Linked DNA regions of Rattus norvegicus: region 2 is linked to region 1. A link is a contact called in public Hi-C data. All regions are on one chromosome and are shown on one strand. The core of a region is the stretch at or near the end of the contact, and the rest is flanking DNA. Distances in the headings are between cores, read along the strand shown.

Region 1 (5,295 bases), core at 822-3,321:
GCATGTGCTCAAGGTATCTGCCAGGGAGGCAGAAGCAGGAGGATTCCCAGGACTGGCTGCCTTTTAGCCTGTCCTAGAACATAAGCCCCAAGGTAAGGAGTCGGGGCTGCCCCAAAGGGTTCATAGAGGAAAACTCCCAGCATCTTTTTCTGGCCTCTACATGCATGTACAGCACACACATCTGCACATATATGTACACATGCACACACACACACACACACACACACACACACACACACACACACACACACACGGATAAATAACTGCTGTGCCATCTCTCCAGACCCCACCTTGTTTTTTGAGACAGGATCTCTTCATTGGCCTGGAGCTTATGAATTAGGCTAGACTGACTGGCCAGCTAGTAATAGGGGTCCTCCTGTCTCAGCCTCCCAGATGCTGGGGTTACAGAGTGACCCAATATCCCTGGGTTTGGTTTTTTTACTTGAGTTCCAGGGATTGAACTCAGATGCTCTCCTGAGCTGTCTCCCCAGCCCTTGTTTTGGCTTTTTGAGGCAAGGTCTCACACAGGCACACCTGACTTTGAATTACCTCTTCAAGTAAAGCTGGTTTTGAATTTGTCATCTTCCTGCCTCCCAGGATTGGGAAACCCTTGTAAATCAGATGGTTTCTAAATGTTTATTTCAGAATCTGACAGCCTAAAAAAATGATGATGTACAGTCAGTCATGTGACTGAACAAAAGGGAAGAGGATGCTCTGGAGGGGGAGGGCTGGGAAGAACTTTTATAAAGAACATTGGCCGTGCACTGAGAACAGCATGTTAGAACTAAGAACTATTGCTTCATTACTGGTAAACTTTATTATTTTTATTTTTAATTTAAAATCATATTTAAGGTACACTTACATCTGTCTATTTTATCTCCTAGAGACAGAATCTTACTTTGTAACTCAAACTGACCAGGAACATTGCTAAATTGATCATGCTGGCCTCAGACTCACCATGTAACCCAGACTGCCCTCAAACTCATAGCAATTCTCCTGCTTCAGACTTCCAGAGTGCCAGGGCTATATATATGAGGCACAGTATCTGCTTCTGCCCTTTTTGTTTGTTTGTTTGTTTGTTTAAATTGTTTTGCTTTGTTTTTGTTTTTTCAGAACAGTTTCTCTGTGCAGCCCTGGCTGTCCTGGAACTCACTCTGTACACCAGGCTGGCCTTGAACTCACAGAGATGTACCTGCCCCTCCTTCTGAATGCTGAGACTGAAGGTGTGTGCCCTGTTTGCAAATCACAAAAGGTTGAGATCACTTAGGCAGCCGGAAGACTAACTGGTTTTACCTGCTCAGGGATTCATCAAGTCTGGTGCCAATTTTGTTTGCTTTCCTTCTTTAGATTGTTTGGAAGTACTGAGGATTGAATTTAATGCCTCTCACATGCTGGACTAGCAACCATCACCCAACCCCTCTGTGCCCTGTATTGGATTCCCACCCCCTTATAAATGTCAGGGATGGTAGAGTACACCTGTGACCCCATTTCCTGGGAAATAGAGGGAGAGGATCAGTTCAAGGCCAGGCTTGGCTCCATGAGTGGATGTTCAAAAAGGAGGAGAGAGGGGGAGAGACAGAGAGACAGAGAGAGACAGAGACAGACAGACAGACAGACACACACACACAGAGACAAAGACAGAGACAGAGTCAGAGAGAAGAAAGAGATGAGGAGGGAGAAGGGAGGGAAGGACTGGGAGAGAAGATGAGGGTGGGGCAAGAAGGGAAAGGAGTGGAGGTAAAGAGCAAGAAAAATGTCCAGGGAAATTTCTTTTGGCAAACTTCCCAGATGAGTTGTCCGGAGAACAAGCAGGAAATGAAGGCACAGGCAAGTAAGTAGGAATAATGACAGTTGTTTAACCGGAGGTCATTTGCGTGGGTGTGGAGGAACCTCCAGGAGGGTAAGAGGCTCAAGCAGGAATAGTGGCTCTCACCCACAGAGTGGAGAAAGGTTGCCTGTTACTAGAACCTAAGGAAGGCTTCCAGAGACGAGGATGCCTCCAAATAAGAGTGTCCTTCTGGTACGGGACATTAGACCAAAGTCATCCAGAGAGAGGCCTGGGAGAACAGTCACTAACCTCACGCTCTCTCTGGTCTCAAGTATAGTCCCAAACGGAGTGGAGTGTGGGACAAGGTAGGATTCAAATCGCCCTTTGTCTCCATCTATAAGGCATTTCTTTCATTTTACTCACACACACACACACACACACACACACACACACACACACACACACACACACACACACACAAATGGGGCTGGAGAAGTGACTCAGTGGTTAGAGCACTGGCTGTCCTGACTGGCTGACTCAGTTTCAGTTCCCAGTTCCCACAGCGGCTCACAGCTGTCTGTAACTCCAGTTTCAAAGGAAATGGTGCTCTCTTCTGACTCCAAGCCCACCAGGCACATGCAGGCAAGCATTCTTATACATAGATGAAAATAGATTTAACATGTCAATTCTAATTACTTACATTCACAGATGTTTAGATAGACACAGTGTCACATGCCTTTAATTCTAGCACTTGGGGTGGGGAGAGTGGGGGGAAGAGGCAGAGACAGATCTCTGCGTTTGAGGCCAGCCTGGTCTACAGAACGAGTTCCAGGACAGCCAGGGCTACACAGAGAAACCCCATCTAAACAAACAAACAAAAATAAGATTCACATAATGTTTAATTTTTTAATGGTCTTGTTTTTTTTTTTTTTTTGGAATAGGATCTTACTATGTGGCCAAGGCTACATACTCACTGTGTAGCCCAGGTTGCCTTCGAACCTATGGCAGGTCTTCTGCCCCAGTGTCCCAAATATTGAAATTATGGGTGTGAACCGCCATCCCCAGCTTTGTTTGTTTGATCTTGAGATTCTCTTTCTTCATTAAAAAAAAAAAAAAAAAAAAAAAAAAAGGAGAGATGGCTCAGCAGTTGGGAGCACTGGTTACTCTTCCAGAGGACCCAGGTTCAATTCCCAGCACTCACATGACAGCTCATAACCTCTGTAACTCCAATGCCAGAGGATCTGACATTCTCAAAGAGGCATACATGCAGGCAAAACACCAATGCTCATAAAAAAAAAAGTTAAAGAATCATCAGAGGGGAAAAAAAAAAAAGAATCACCAGAGAATAGAAAGTACATTTGACATTCAGGGATCTTGTTTTGATAGAAACAAACACAGTTTATTCGTCGTGTGACGGGGGCCATTGCTTCATTCCCTTGAGTGACAGGTATTTCACTGTAGTGAGGTCACATGAACTTTATAGTCACACAACAAAGGACAGTTACGCATCAGTACATTTCTAGATTCCAAGGTGGGACATCAGGTAGGAGGGCTAGCACAAAGTGGATCTTTCTCCCACAGCTGTCATGTTACAATACTGTTAGCTTTAGGGTTGGTAGAGGTCAGAGGCCTCCTTGTAATACATACCAAGAAGAGCAGTTTATGTCATAGTTCAGGAGACCGTCAGATCAGTTACAAAGGTTAAGTGGCTACTAAAGGTCTTCAGATGACCCGAGATAAGTCAGCCCCTTGCCTTGCAATTTCCCATCTCTCTACGATCATAGTGTGCTGTCACCCAAGGTCAGCTGTCTGCAGTGTATTTAATACAGATGCATCTACAGAGAACACCAGTTCACCACCCTTCCACAGTTACCCTACCCCACGGTTCAACCTCTCGTGTGTGTGTGTGTGTGTGTGTGTGTGTGTGTGTGTTAAGATTTATTTTTAACTGCATGTGCGTTTTCCCTGCATGTATGCTTATGCCTGAAGTAGAGATGTAAGATCCCCTGCAACTGGAGTTAAATTGCGGATGGTTGTAGGCCACCATGTGTGTGCTGTGAATCAAATCCAGGCTCTCTGGAAGAGCAGTGCTCTTAACAGCTGACCCATCTCTCCAGCCCCGTCAAACTCACTATTTGAAGCTTCATTTGAACACAAACCCTTGAGAAGATCTCTCCCTTGCCAGGAACCCACATGCCTGTTTGGTCTTAGTCTTGGAACTCTCTAGGTAGGGGTCATTGAAAACTTACTGCTGTGGCAAACTACATGAAGGAAGTGACTTAAGGGAAGGGTTTATTTTGGATCCTGGTTTAAGAGATACAGTTCGTCCTGGTTGGAAGGCATGGTGGGGGAAGTGCGGACAGCTGGTTAAGTTGTATCTGTAGTTAGCTGGTTGCATTGTGTCCCCAGTCATGAATGCCTAGCAAGCTCCCTTTTTAATTCTAAGACACCAGGCTTCAGGGAAGGTGCCACTCACTTTAGGGTTGGTCTTCTCTCCTGTCAATCCTCTCTGGAAACACCCCCATGGACGTACCCAGAAGTGTGTCTCCAAAATGATGCCAAATCCAGACTGATGGATGGTGAAGACTAACCATCATTCTAGCAAAGGCCTGTCAGGTCTTCCTGACACTCTCTAGCCGTCCCTGGCTGTTGTTCCTTTTGACTTTAGCATCTCTGGCTGTTGGCTCTAAGATCTTAACTTGCCTAGATCCTTCCAGTTTCAACCTACGTCCTTAAGTAACCAATCCCCAGATTCCCCCGACTTTAACTTCTATCCCCAACTGTGTATCAAATGCATACATCCGATTCTATAAAGCCACTGTATTTGGAGCCAGGGCCTTAAAGAGGTAACCAAAGCTAAATGAGATGCTAGGGATGGAGTCCCAGTCTGACGGGACTGAAGCCCTTCTCCTCGCCCTTCTGTGAGTGCACATGTGCAGGCCCAAGGCGACCTGTGTATCACCCCACCTTCTACCTTGTTTGAGACAGGGCCTCTTGTTCACTGCTGCTGGGTGTCTCAGACCAGCAGGCCCTCACGCTTCTGGCTTCTGCTTCGGATTCTTCTCTCCTTGTAGGGTGACAATGGATGACAGGTGCTCACACTACCGTGTCTAGCTTTTATGTGGGTTCTAAGGGATCCAAACTCAGGTCGTCAGGCGTGCCCAGCAAGCGCTATACCCACTGAGCTACCACTGTCCCAGTTTTTTGAGAAGATGTCACTGAATGGTCCTGGCTGGCCTGGAATTCACAATTTAGATCGAGTTGGCCTCAAACTTGGGACTATCGTTCTGCCTCACGTCCCAGGCACTGAGATTACAGGCCTCCAACACCGTGCCCAAAGAGCAGAGAGAGGAGAGAGACCTCTCCCCGGCCTTCAGCTATTTTATCCTCTTGTGTTTGTTCATTTATTTATTGAGGCAGGGCCTCACAGTGTGACCTCAGATGGCCTGGAATTTACCATATTGACTTAGAGGACTACTCCTGCCTCTGCCTGTGCCTCCCTCCTAGTGCTGGATTAAAGCCTGCAC
Region 2 (5,713 bases), core at 238-2,737, 52 kb after region 1:
GAAAACAAACACAAAGTGGGAAACTGTGTTTAACTGATTACAATGTACAAAAGAATGATCATGCATTTATTTCTATGACATATCTGTCATAACTGAAGTCATGGTCCCAGCATAGTTGTCCCATTGCTGGGAAGGCAGAGGCAGAGTTCTCGACCAGCCTGGTATAGTGACTTGCAGACCAGCCAGCACGCCATAGCAAGACCCCATCTTTGAGAAATCTAAAACCAAAAATCATTGTGGTACTCCAACAAATTTTATAGTATACAAGTTTACCATTGAACTGTACATTTCGAGCAATTTTAACCCGGTGCCACATTCAACCTAAAGAAAAGTTTAAAGTGACCGAAAATTTTCATATTTTATACCTTAAGATTGAAATATAATGAAGACACGTTATTAAACAGCAACGAGAAATGAAGACATGGCCTGTTCTAGGAAATTAGAAGGCAGACCGGACTGGCTTCAACCCTTATCGCAATATACTTTTGCAAGAGAAACTTATTTTTAAAAAAATAATAATACTGACAGATCATAAGCGAAATCATATTTTTGTGTTTCAGAAGCCTATTAACCATTGCTGGGGTAAATTGTGCTGTTCAAAAATCAAAATAAAAACCAAAACAAACAAACAAACAAACAACCCCCCCCCCCCAAAACCCAGGTGCTAGGTTTAGAGTCCTCAGAATCCGAACCCTCCAAGTTCCCTGTTCCACTTCAGTTCAAGCTCTGTGACCTTGGAAAACGTCCCTGGTTTGGAGACATTTCTCTCCAGAGCTCAGTTATAAATGCGTGGAGCGTGGGCCAGGTCACCAGGCATCGCAGACTCCTCAGCATGCTCCAGGTACTCGCACATCCTCAGCTCTGCCGGAGCCCAATCTCTTCCCCACGGACTCAGCCACCAGCCTATTCCAAGCACTCTTCCTACTTCCCCCTGCGGTATCTCCTGGATCTGCACCGGCTTTGTGCCAGGCTGCCAAGAAGGGACCTCCGTATCATCCTTCTTCCATCGGCTGAGGAACGCCCCACTTCTGTCTCTCATCAGGCGCTTCTCCTCCTCACAGAAGCCTAGCTTCCCAGAGACGCCCACCAGGACTGAGACACGAGACCCCTTTCCTTCCCTCCCCTCCGGACGACTCGTCTGAGGAAGCACTCCAGTTCCAGGAGCACATTCTTCCTCAGCCTCTCCAGAATCCCCACCCTCTACCTCCTGCTAGGAAGCCTCCCCCATCCCCGGCCATCCGTTTCTGGGGACCCCTCTCACCTCCGCGGTGAGAGATGTGCCTACTGAGGAATCGCTGTTTCTTTCTCTGGTGGAGCAACGCTGGGTATTTAAGTAACAAGAACGAGGTGACCAAATACCCTCCCAGAGTAGAGAGAAGGCAAAAAGCCGCGGTGGACGACATCCTTGGTCACCGCCTCCTGGGCCTGAGCCCCGGACTGTGCTGCGATGGTAAAAACGGCAGCGGCGCCGGCGGCTGCTCGAGGTCTGCTCGCCCTCACCCGGTGCCCTCGGCGCAGCGCACTTGTTCTTGCGGGCTCAGCACGCAGGCGCAGTCCGACCCCAGCGCCGGAGCAACAAAGGGGCTCCGATACGCAGGCGCGCTGCGGCGCGGAGCGTTGGCTGTCCGGCTGCTGCGGTCCCACCCGCAGGTGCTTCTAAGAAGAGCTTGAGACAGGAGGTTGGAAACTTGCCAGTGGTTTTATTTGTTTAATTTTGTTTTGGCAGTCCCTACCCCGAAAACGCTCTCAAGCCAGGAAAGCCTTCAGGAAAATCTGGCGTAACTGGGAAATGTGCTTCAAAGGAGGATTTCGCGGGGCAGGTCCTAGTCCCTTCTGTGGGAAAAGCAAAGAATTGTTACCGATGCCTCGAACTCGTTACGTACAGTTCGGGTAAGAAACCTAGGGCTAGAAGGCTTAGCCTAGTTGGTAGATCGTACCGGATTCAAGCCCCAGCACAAAATAAATATGAATAAGGAAACTGACAACTAAACCCTTTCCTATAAAGGCTGGCAACTCGCACATTACAAACTAGAAATACAGTAGGAACCACCTTTTAAGGGGACAGGGTCTTGGTTTTGTGAGATAGGATCTTATGTATCCCAGTCTGGGCTTGAATTTACTATGTAGTAGAGGATAGGCCTTGGACTCCTGATTCTCCCCCCTCAGCCTCTAGAGTGCTGGGATTATAGGCATGCCCAGCTGCAGATATTTTATACAAAATAATTAACCACAAAGGCTGCAGCTGTGGCTCAGTTGTAAAGCCCTTTCCAAGCATGTTCAAGATTTGGGTTTGTTTTGTTGATTGAAACAGGGTGTCTCACTGTGTCGACCACATACTGGCCTCTGATTCACAGAGATCAGCTTGCCTCTGCCTTCTAAATATTGGGATTCTTTTCTTTGCTTCTCCCTTTTCCTCCCCTTTCCTCCCCTCCCCCTTCCTCTCTGTGCCTCCTTCCCTTTCTCAGTACCTGCCCCCCACCCCCACCCCCCATCTCTCTCTTCTTTAAGAAGACAGGGTCTTACTTGGCTGACCTGGAACTCACCATGACGACAAGGCTAGAGCTCCACTGCGTCTGTCTTCCCTTAAGGCCAGGGGTTTAATTCCCAGTACAAAACACTGGAAACAACTGAATCACAGTACTCAGCTGAAGCTGGCTTCAAACTCCTAGGGTCAAGCCTAGGAGTTCTTGCTTCATCCACCTGATTAACTGGAACTGCAGGGCAAGGGTTGCTGCCCGGAACCCTATCTCATTGTTTATTTTTTTATGCTTTTACTTGTTTTGTGTGTATATGTGTGCCCGTGTAATGGCAGAGGACAACCTAAGGGAGGTAGTCCTCTCCTTCACCATGCAAGACCTTTTCCCACTGAGCCCTTTGGCTGGGTCAAGTAGCAGCTTTTAGAAATATGGTAAACACTAATTCACATACATTGAGACCAAAATATCGAATCCTGTCCTCACAGTATTCTAAAATGTATCTGGGAAAATAGGATCAATTACACTACATTGGGTCTCAACTTATTTTGCACTTATCTAATTAATAACATAACCACAATTGGCGATGATCATATGCTGGGAAAAGTTACTATAGATTGGTGAGATTTATACATGTAGCAAATTATTTCATAGCATAGGTATTTAACATGTCAGGCCTGAGGGTACAGGTCTGTAATCCCAGCTTCTCTGGAGGCCGAGGCAGTAGGATTGCAAATTCTAGTTCTGCCTGCGTTACAGAATGAATTCAAGGTAGACTGCCTTCAAATACAAAGAACAAACGACAGTGGGGATGATGACAACTCAGTGGTATACTTGAGACCTGAATTCAATGCCTAATACTCAAAGTTTTTTGTTAGCACACATCTGTAATACTAGAGAGACTGAGGCTGAGTATTGAGTCTTAGGCCAGAGGCTAGAAAGATGACTCAACCAGTTAAGAGCACTTGTTTCCTTTCTCTTTTTCTTTTTCCTCCTCCTTCCTTCCTTCCTCCTCCGTTGCTGTTTGGAACCCAATGCCCTCTTCTGACCTCCTTGGTCACCAAGCATGTGCATGGTGCACCTACATGTGTACATGCAGGTAAAAGTCATACACGTAAATAGCCCCAATTCAAAATAAGTCTATCGACAGGCATGGTGGTTCACACTCAGGAGGCAGGGGCAGGTGGATCTCTTTGAGTTTGAGGCAAGCTAGTTACGACAGCCAGGGCTATACCAGATTTTGCAATTCAATTCTTGTGGTGATAATCTAGATCACCTTGTTCTTGTATTCTGTTCTGTTAATCTCATAGTTCCTGCTGGCTTCCAACTACCTCACTGTAGTCTAGGGTGGCCTTGAACATCTAATCTTGCTATCTTGAATGGTGGGATACAGGCAAGCGCTACAACATCCTGTCTTCTAACTTGAGGTGGGTTTTGTTATGTAGTTGTTATAGGCTTGCCTTAAACTCCAGAGCACAGGTCTTATAGGCATTGGGATATACTGACCTTGCTTTCAAGTAGTTTGAAGAGCATCAATTTCCTGGGCGCTGATGGTGCACTTTAATCCCAGTGCTTTGGGAGCCTGAGGCAGGAGGATCTCTGATCTCTAGGCTAGCCTATTGTACAGATCGAGTCCCAGGATAGCCAGGGATACACAGAGAAACCTTAGGCCTGGAGTTACAGGCAGGGCAGCTATGAGCCTTGTGCTTCCTGGAAATCCAAAGAGATCCTCTGAAAGAGCAACAAGTGCTTTTTTAAGAGCCAGGTTTCCAGCCCCTATTATTTTACTTACCAGAAAGATAGAACACTAAATTATGATAAAAATAAGCCTTATTATGACAATGAAACAAAAAGACAAAACAGATACCAAGTATACATTTTGTATCCTTTTTTGTAGAACAAACTTTTATTGATTTTACAATAAATATCAATTATAATGAAATAATGGAACAATTATTGTCCAAATACTGAATACTTGTAACCAAAACACATTGGGTTTTGGGAAAACACAGAATACACATTAAAAAAATTCACAAACATCAAAAACAAGAAGACAATCAGCAGCTTCAGTCAGGGGCGGAGCGGCTGGAAGACTCATTGTGTAACTGCTCTGAGGACTCCTCGGAGCACCTTGTAGCTCATGAGCTGCACGTTCTCCTTAGGAGGGAAACAAGGTCCTCTCTCAGTCACATATGCATAAGGAAATCTCAAGACCCAAAGGCCATCAGGTGGGAGAGTGAGCTCTTGTTTTTCTGGGTAAAATACTGGACACGGTGGTGGGCCTGGTTGAACCTGAAAAACACAGGTTACAAAATTACTTTTTAGATTTCTCAATAAGAAACACCTGAGAGAACTGTCTGTCTAAACAGCAATGGGTTCTAAGAACGCGGAAGATCAAGCAGCTACAATGAACAGGAATGAGGAAGCTGTGGTGATTCCTGGGTCACTTTGCCCAGTTGGATGTCAGCTCTTTTCCATTTTCTGTTGACTAGGTTTTGGTTGTTTTTTTGTTTTTGTTTTTTTGTTTTTTTTCTTTTTTTCGGAGCTGGGGACCGAACCCAGGGCCTTGCGCTTGCTAGGCAAATGCTCTACCACTGAGCTAAATCCCCAACCCCTTGTTTTTTGTTTTGATATAGGCTCTTTCCTTCCATATCCCTGGCTGGTTTTCCTGGAACTCACTCTGTAGACCAGGCTGCCCTTAAACTCAAGAGATCCACCTGCCTCTGAAGTGCTGGGATTAAAGGCCTGTATCACCAAGCCTAGCTTGTTTGGTTGTTTGTTTCTGACTGTACGTCTAAATCATCAGGTAAACTAGGGTTAAATTAAATTCTAACAGTTGTAACCATTAAATCAATAAAGATCTCTTGGATTTGAAAAGAAATTAGGTACCTGGGGATGTAGCTTAGCGAGTAGAGGGCTAGCTTAGTGTACCAATGAGTACACAGACAGCAAATAAATGAATAGGTAAATAAATGCAAACAAAATGTTTATGCAGATATGGGACTGGAAGGCAGTTCCATGATAGAGCACATCTATCATGTAGCAGAACTCTGAGTTCTAGGTCAGCCTAGTCTACATTTCAGGTTCCAGGATGCCAGGGCAGCAGAAAGAGCCAGTTTCCAAACAAACAAACAAAACCCAAAAACCAAAAACCAAAACAAAACAAAAAAAAAACAACCAAAAACAACCCAAACCAAACAAACAAAAAACCCCAAAGAAAGTAATAAAATCAAAGGGTG

The links. Hi-C and Micro-C count contacts between places; a contact is called where the count stands out from the background.
Region 2: a Hi-C map of the A7r5 cell line shows a contact between it and region 1, with 2.1 times the contacts expected there. The contact joins the promoter of Gdpd1 here to the enhancer-like site in region 1. A contact is called at or near these places in 6 of 12 Hi-C or Micro-C datasets (the A7r5 cell line, the Rat2 cell line, kidney and 2 more).

What each region holds. Positions count from the first base shown.
Region 1 is chr10:72,326,935-72,332,229 of GRCr8, forward strand. It overlaps a transcript of Gdpd1 not described here. Among named protein-coding and RNA genes, the nearest start is that of Ypel2, 28 kb to the left of the region's middle. Within about 2 kb of position 2,072, at least 4 of the 93 cell types and tissues checked have an H3K27ac peak or open chromatin away from gene starts, as enhancers often do. A contact at or near this core is called in the A7r5 cell line, where this site is marked.
Region 2 is chr10:72,379,656-72,385,368 of GRCr8, forward strand. Gdpd1 (glycerophosphodiester phosphodiesterase domain containing 1) reads right to left here and starts at 1,488. Exons shown (of 10, transcript NM_001044238.2): 1 at 1,262-1,488. The coding sequence starts at 1,403. LOC120095167 (a long non-coding RNA gene) reads left to right here and starts at 1,722. Exons shown (of 2, transcript XR_005490401.2): 1 at 1,722-1,890. It overlaps Smg8 (SMG8 nonsense mediated mRNA decay factor), which reads right to left. Exons shown (of 4, transcript NM_001398589.1): 4 at 4,357-4,766. The coding sequence ends at 4,569.